Linked DNA regions of Rattus norvegicus: region 1 is linked to region 2. The links are chromatin contacts, called in public Hi-C maps. All regions are on one chromosome and are shown on one strand. Each heading gives the region's core, a stretch centred on a gene start, on an enhancer-like site or on the middle of the called end of the contact. The rest is flanking DNA. Distances are from core to core; before and after follow the strand shown.

The links. A called contact is a pair of places that touch in the nucleus more often than the background predicts.
Region 1: a contact with region 2 is called in a Hi-C map of the A7r5 cell line, with 2.8 times the contacts expected there. The contact joins two enhancer-like sites. A contact is called at or near these places in 2 of 12 Hi-C or Micro-C datasets (the A7r5 cell line and frontal cortex).

The regions. Positions count from the first base shown.
Region 1 is chr10:102,755,968-102,758,688 of GRCr8, reverse strand. No RefSeq gene overlaps it. Among named protein-coding and RNA genes, the nearest start is that of Sec14l1, 61 kb to the left of the region's middle. Within about 2 kb of position 1,373, at least 37 of the 93 cell types and tissues checked have an H3K27ac peak or open chromatin away from gene starts, as enhancers often do.
Region 2 is chr10:102,508,893-102,511,834 of GRCr8, reverse strand. Mxra7 (matrix remodeling associated 7) reads left to right here. Exons shown (of 4, transcript NM_001398975.1): 3 at 1,016-1,109. Among named protein-coding and RNA genes, the nearest start is that of Mxra7, 20 kb to the left of the region's middle. Within about 2 kb of position 1,549, at least 46 of the 93 cell types and tissues checked have an H3K27ac peak or open chromatin away from gene starts, as enhancers often do.

The DNA of each region.
Region 1 (2,721 bases), core at 124-2,623, 250 kb before region 2:
ACACACACACACACACACACACACACACACACACACGCACACACGCACACACATGCACACACACGCGCGCGCACACGCGTGCGCGCACACACACACAAGCACACAAGCACACACACACAAGCACACACACACACACCACTGAATAAATGTAAAAAAAAATGTAAAAAAAAAAAAAACAAATCATGTCCGGTTCTAATCCCTGGTTCCTGAGAGTGGGACCTTATTTGGAGAAGATGGAGTCTTTCTCGGGTGGAGTCAAGCTAAGGGGAGGGTCTCAGTCGGGTTTCTATGGCTGTGATGAAACGCCAGGACCAAAGCCACTCGTGGAAGGAGGGGTTTAGTTGGCTTACACTTCCACATCCCTGTTCATCATTGAAGGAAGTCAAGTCAGGAACTCAGACAGGGCAGGAACCTGAAGGCAGGAGCTGATGCAGAGGCCCTAGAGGGGCGCTGCTTACTGACTTGTTCATCATGGCTTGCTCAGCCTGCTTTTTTTGTATAGAACCCGGGACCACCAGCCCAGGGATGGCTCCACCCACAATGGGCTGGAACCTCCCCCATCAGTCACTAATTAAGAAAATGCCCTACAGCTGGATCGCATGACGGCATTTTCTCAAGTAAGGATCCCTCCTTTCAGATGACTCCAGCTTGTGTCAAACTGACCTAAAACTAGCCAGGACAGGAAGTCATGTTGGAGTGGGTGGGGTGCAATCAGATGTCACCAGTATCTTTAGAGAATAAACAGACACACGGGGATGTGCATGAGGTCACAGATGGGACTAAGGCTTCTACAAGGAGACTCAGGACTTGAAGCTCCAAACTCCCATCACAGCCTCCAGATGGCGCCGCCCTGCTGGCACTTTGAATTTGGATTTCCGGTCCCTAGAGACAATACATTCTGTTGCTTTAAGCTGTTTTACCACTGCCTTCTGGTAAGACAGCGAGCGCCAGGAGACAAACTCAGGGGCAACCACAAGCCCCCGCATTCACATCTGTGAGGTCTCCAAGGCAGCCCGGGGCTGGGGCTTCAAGCACTGCAAGCACGGTTGGCTTTGTGCATGGGTGCTGGGTGCAAACTCAGGTCCTGAGTTCGTGCAGTGAGTACTTTATGGACTAAGCCGTTTCCCTGGGTCCCAGCTTAATATTTTCTGAATGAATGGTTGCATGAACTGTCTGATTAGCTCTCTGCCTCCTAAACCCATTTCTTATCCTTAGGAACGGGATTATGTCCTTTCCTGGGGTATGTTCAACACTAAAGCCACTCCGCACTTGACGCTGTGGGCATGCGTGCAGACTGGGTTAAAGCAGGCTCTGTGAGGAGACAGAGCCCGTGGCGCGCTGCCCAGAGGCTGAGCCTGGGCTCTAAAGGCCGGGCCAGTTGCTCAGCTGGGTCTGCACACTGACTTCTGTGCCTTGAATCCTAGAAGAGGTGGCTTTGTCCCAGGAACCTCTTCGTTCTAAATCCTCCTCCCTGCAGGGAGCCTTGTGGCCACTAGATGGCAGTAAAGACCGAGGCTAAAGAGGTCCTAGTCACGAAAGCGCAGTGGGTATCATTGTGGTGGGAGGAAGACCTGGAAACCCCTGGGGATAAAGGTGGTGTCATCTTCAGGGGAGGGAGATTAGGACACCAAGGTTGGAATGCTCCCAGGGACCTAGGCAGAGGAACTACAGAGTTTCTGTGGTCAAGGTGGCTGGAAACTTGACTGGAGATCTGAAACCTTAAGTGTATCTTAGCAGGCTCTGATGGATAAAGGGAAGACATTTGAGAGTATGTAAAGCCCCGAGTTCAAGTCCTAGTGCACACAAAAGGGGAATAGAGTTTCTTTTTTTTTTTTGTAAAGATTTATTTATTTATTTTATATGAGTATACTGTAGCTGTCTTCAGACACACCAGAAGAGGGCATCAGATCTTATAACAGATGGTTGTGAGCCACCATGTGGTTGCTGGGAATTGAACTCAGGACCTCTGGAAGAGCAATCAGTGCTCTTAACCACTGAGCCATCTTTCCAGCCCGGGAATAGAGTTTCTTGAAGGGACGAGGGTTCATCTACATTCCAGTTTCATTTCTGCTGCTGTGCTAAAATACCCCGACGAGAAACAATCTAGGAGAGAAAGGAGGGGCTCTATCAGCTTGTGATTCCAGGTTATAGTCTACCCTTCGGTGGAAGTCAAGGAGGCAGGAACATCAAACAGCTGGTCACAGCATATCCTCAGTTAAGAGCAGAGAGAAATAAATACATACTCGCTTGCTTCGGCTCAGCCTGGTTTCTCCACTTTTATACAGTTTGGGACCCTTGCCTAGGGAATGGTGCTGCCCACAGTAGGCTGGGTCTCCTATATCAGTTAACTCAATTAAGACACACACACACACACACACACACACACACACACACACACACACTCACTCACAGGCAACCTGATGAGGTCAAGCCGACAGTTAAAGCTCACTATTACAACTCACCATTTTGAATCAGGCAACTTTCCAGAGCCCCAAGCATTTTACAAGAGAGAGAAGTGGGGAGTGGTTACCTAGTACTCACCAGTGAACAGGGAGTCAGGAGGAGAGATGATAGCAGCAGGTCACCATGGGACCCGTGGTGCTCCGGGAGGTGTGTTTATTCCATAGGGTGGAAGCCAGTGAGTCCTTTCTTGATTTCTCCTTTTGTCTCTTCTGTGTGTGGGTGGGAGTGGAGGCTGGGAGGGTTGTGGGGTGGTGGATG
Region 2 (2,942 bases), core at 300-2,799:
CTGGCCTGGGCGGGGAATGTCATCTGGAAGATGGAGCAGCCCAGCGGCTGGTTTCTCTCTGTGTCACTCAGTTTCATCTGTACCCCCTCTGCTCCCCATTAAAGACCAAGGTGTAAGAAGCCACAGGGGTTCACAGGAAGCATAGGGTGAGCCTGGGGCCAGGTGCTGGGGTGAGACCGTGACGTCACTGCATGCGCGGTGCCTCCAGGGCTGCACTCGGGCTACAAGGGCTGATCTGACAGCAGGTCTTTCTTCTTTTTATCTTCCCGTTTCTCTTTCTGTTTTGTTTTTGGTTCGGTTTGGTTGTTTTTAGGGGTTGGGTTTGTTTGCTTCTTTGTTCGTTGAGACAGTGTTGCTTGCTTCGTGTATCTCTTTGTAGACTAGGCTGGCCTTGAACTCAGAGATTTACCTGCCTCTGTCCCCCGAGTGCCGGGACTCCGGAAGAGTGTGACACTACCTCCTGGCTTTTTTTTTTCTTTTTCCTGCCAACTGAGCTATGTTGCTGGACACTTTCTTTGAAAAAAAAATTCTTTTAAATATTTATTTATTATATATAAGTACCCTGTCGCTGTCTTCAGACACACCAGAGGAGGGCATCAGATCCCATTACAGATGGTTGTGAGCCACCATGTGGTTGCTGGGATTTGAACTCAGGACTTCTGGAAGAGCAGCCAATACTCTTAACCGCTGAGCCATCTCTCCAGCCCCTCTGTCTCTGAAAATTAATGAAGGGAGAGCTGAGGATGTCGGTCAAGAAAGAATGCTTGCCTACTATGTACAAGGTCCTGAGTTCAATCCCTGGCTACACAGACACACAGACATACCGACACACACACACACACACACACACACACACACACACACACACAGAGAGAGAGAGAGAGAGAGAGAGAGAGAGAGAGAGAGAGAGAGAGAGAGAATCTAACCAGGGAAAGGGGATACTGCTGAGCATTGAGAGGGTCTGCTCTGCCCCCCTCAACCCCGTCATCAATAAACGTACACATTGTCCCCACAGGAGCAGCCTTCTCCTTTAAGTACAGCCCTGGGCAGCTGAGGGGAAGCCAGTACAAGAAGATGATGACCAAAGAAGAACTGGAGGAGGAACAGAGGTAGGCCGATTTCTGGAACACTAATTCGTGGGCCAAGCAGCGGTGGGCCTCCCGCAAGCCCCCGCCCACTATGCCCTCTTCCCTTCGTTTTCCGTTTTCTGTTTTGTGGGGGGCGGGGGAGGGGGTGCGGGTCCCTTCTCATCCTGGGAATATTCAGCCAGCTTCGACCGAGGGAAGAAGCTCCCCAGGGAGGCAGCAGGGAGGGAGGGCGTGAGAGAGAGGAGAGGAGAGTCTATTTCTTGTATCCTCTCTGCCCGACCTGGAAAACAAAGGAGCGAGATGCCAGGAAAGGGCCCGGAGCAGCCTCACTGCTCACTTATGCGTAGAGTCCCTGACAAAACCAATTTGTCACTTGAGGACAGAGCGGGATTCTTGGTGCTCATCCATCTGGCAGCCTCCCTCCTCCCGGCCCCCACCCACCACGTCATTCTCTATCTGTTCCGCTCTGCGCGCGCCCGCGCGGCTCTCAGCGCAGCGCCGCCGCTTTGCAGAGCTCAAAGGCAGCTGTATGGCTTCTGGCTTCTGGAATCAGGCCATTCATTCTCCTCTCAACCACTAGAGCCCCAGGATGTCGATCAGCTTCCCCCCCCCCAACATTTTATCCGGACTGCATGGGTGGCTGAAGGGGTGCTCGGAAGCAAATAGAATGTCAAGGTGGCCACAGCCCAGCCGTGCCCCACCCCCCCGCGTGCACCTGCCGCCCTGCCCCCCACCCCACCCCCAGCAATGTGAGCACAGCCCCTGATTATAGTGAAGTCCAGTCGAGAACAGAACCGTTTTCCAACCTCGGCACCCAGAGGGGTCTTTTGGGGACGAGGCTTGATTCATGAGGAGTAGAAGGCTGACCCCACGGCTCACCCCACCTCTCTAGCTGGCTCTAGGGCCACCAGCATCCCTCCACTATGCTGATTGCCCTCCTTGCACAATCCTGTCTCCCTGTCAAGATGCTGGGAGCAGAGGGATGCCAGTGAAGACACAGGCAGGAAGAAGCCCTTACTGTGGGACTCCCTGACTTTTTATGAGGACACTGCTGCCTCTCGTTGTGACCCCCATTTTGCCACCTTTATATTTCAGGATTGAGCTGACCTCTGACCTCACCTCCCTGTAGAGGGTCCCCTAGCCCCGGGCCACAAATGTTCTTGCAAACCCTTGTGGTAAGGAGGTTGGTTTCGTAGACTAGCAGTGCTTCCTTACATTGTCTGCTCTGTGTCCCCAACGCCCACCACTGACGTGGTCTAAACCCACCCCCTCCACCGCCTCCATAACCAATTAACGCATTCTGTCTCCTCTGAATCCATCTCGTTCTGCCTGTGCATGAGGAATCCCAGACACAGAAAGAGCCTCCGAGGTCCATTCAAGTCCCTGGAGGACCTCAAGGGCCCACTGATATAGGTGCTGGTGTACTTAGGCAGAGACCATCCTGTCTGAGAGCAGGGCTGCTATGGGGATGTGCATACGTCTTGCGAGGTGCCCTTGCTAGGTGCCCGATGTGGCTTTGTCTCACCCAGAGAAGGAGAGGCAGTTGGCTGTTCAGTGCAGGATAGAAACCCTGAGAGGGCCTGTACCCTCTCCATGGTGCGGGACAGCCATAGCTATTAATCTTCAGACTAAGGCCAGAAGCCTCCTGTGGTTCCCCCCACCCCCTGCTGGTGTTAATCCAGAGGACAGACAGGGTCATTTTCCTGAGGCTGTTTTGGAACTCCAGCTGAGGTGTTGCCACAGATCCAGCCCTGACTGGAGAGGAGAGAGAGGGCAGGGCGCCCTGCCATCCTAAAGGTTCCCGGGGATGGGGCTTTGGCAGCGTCATGGCCCCATTCTATCCACAAAGGTTAA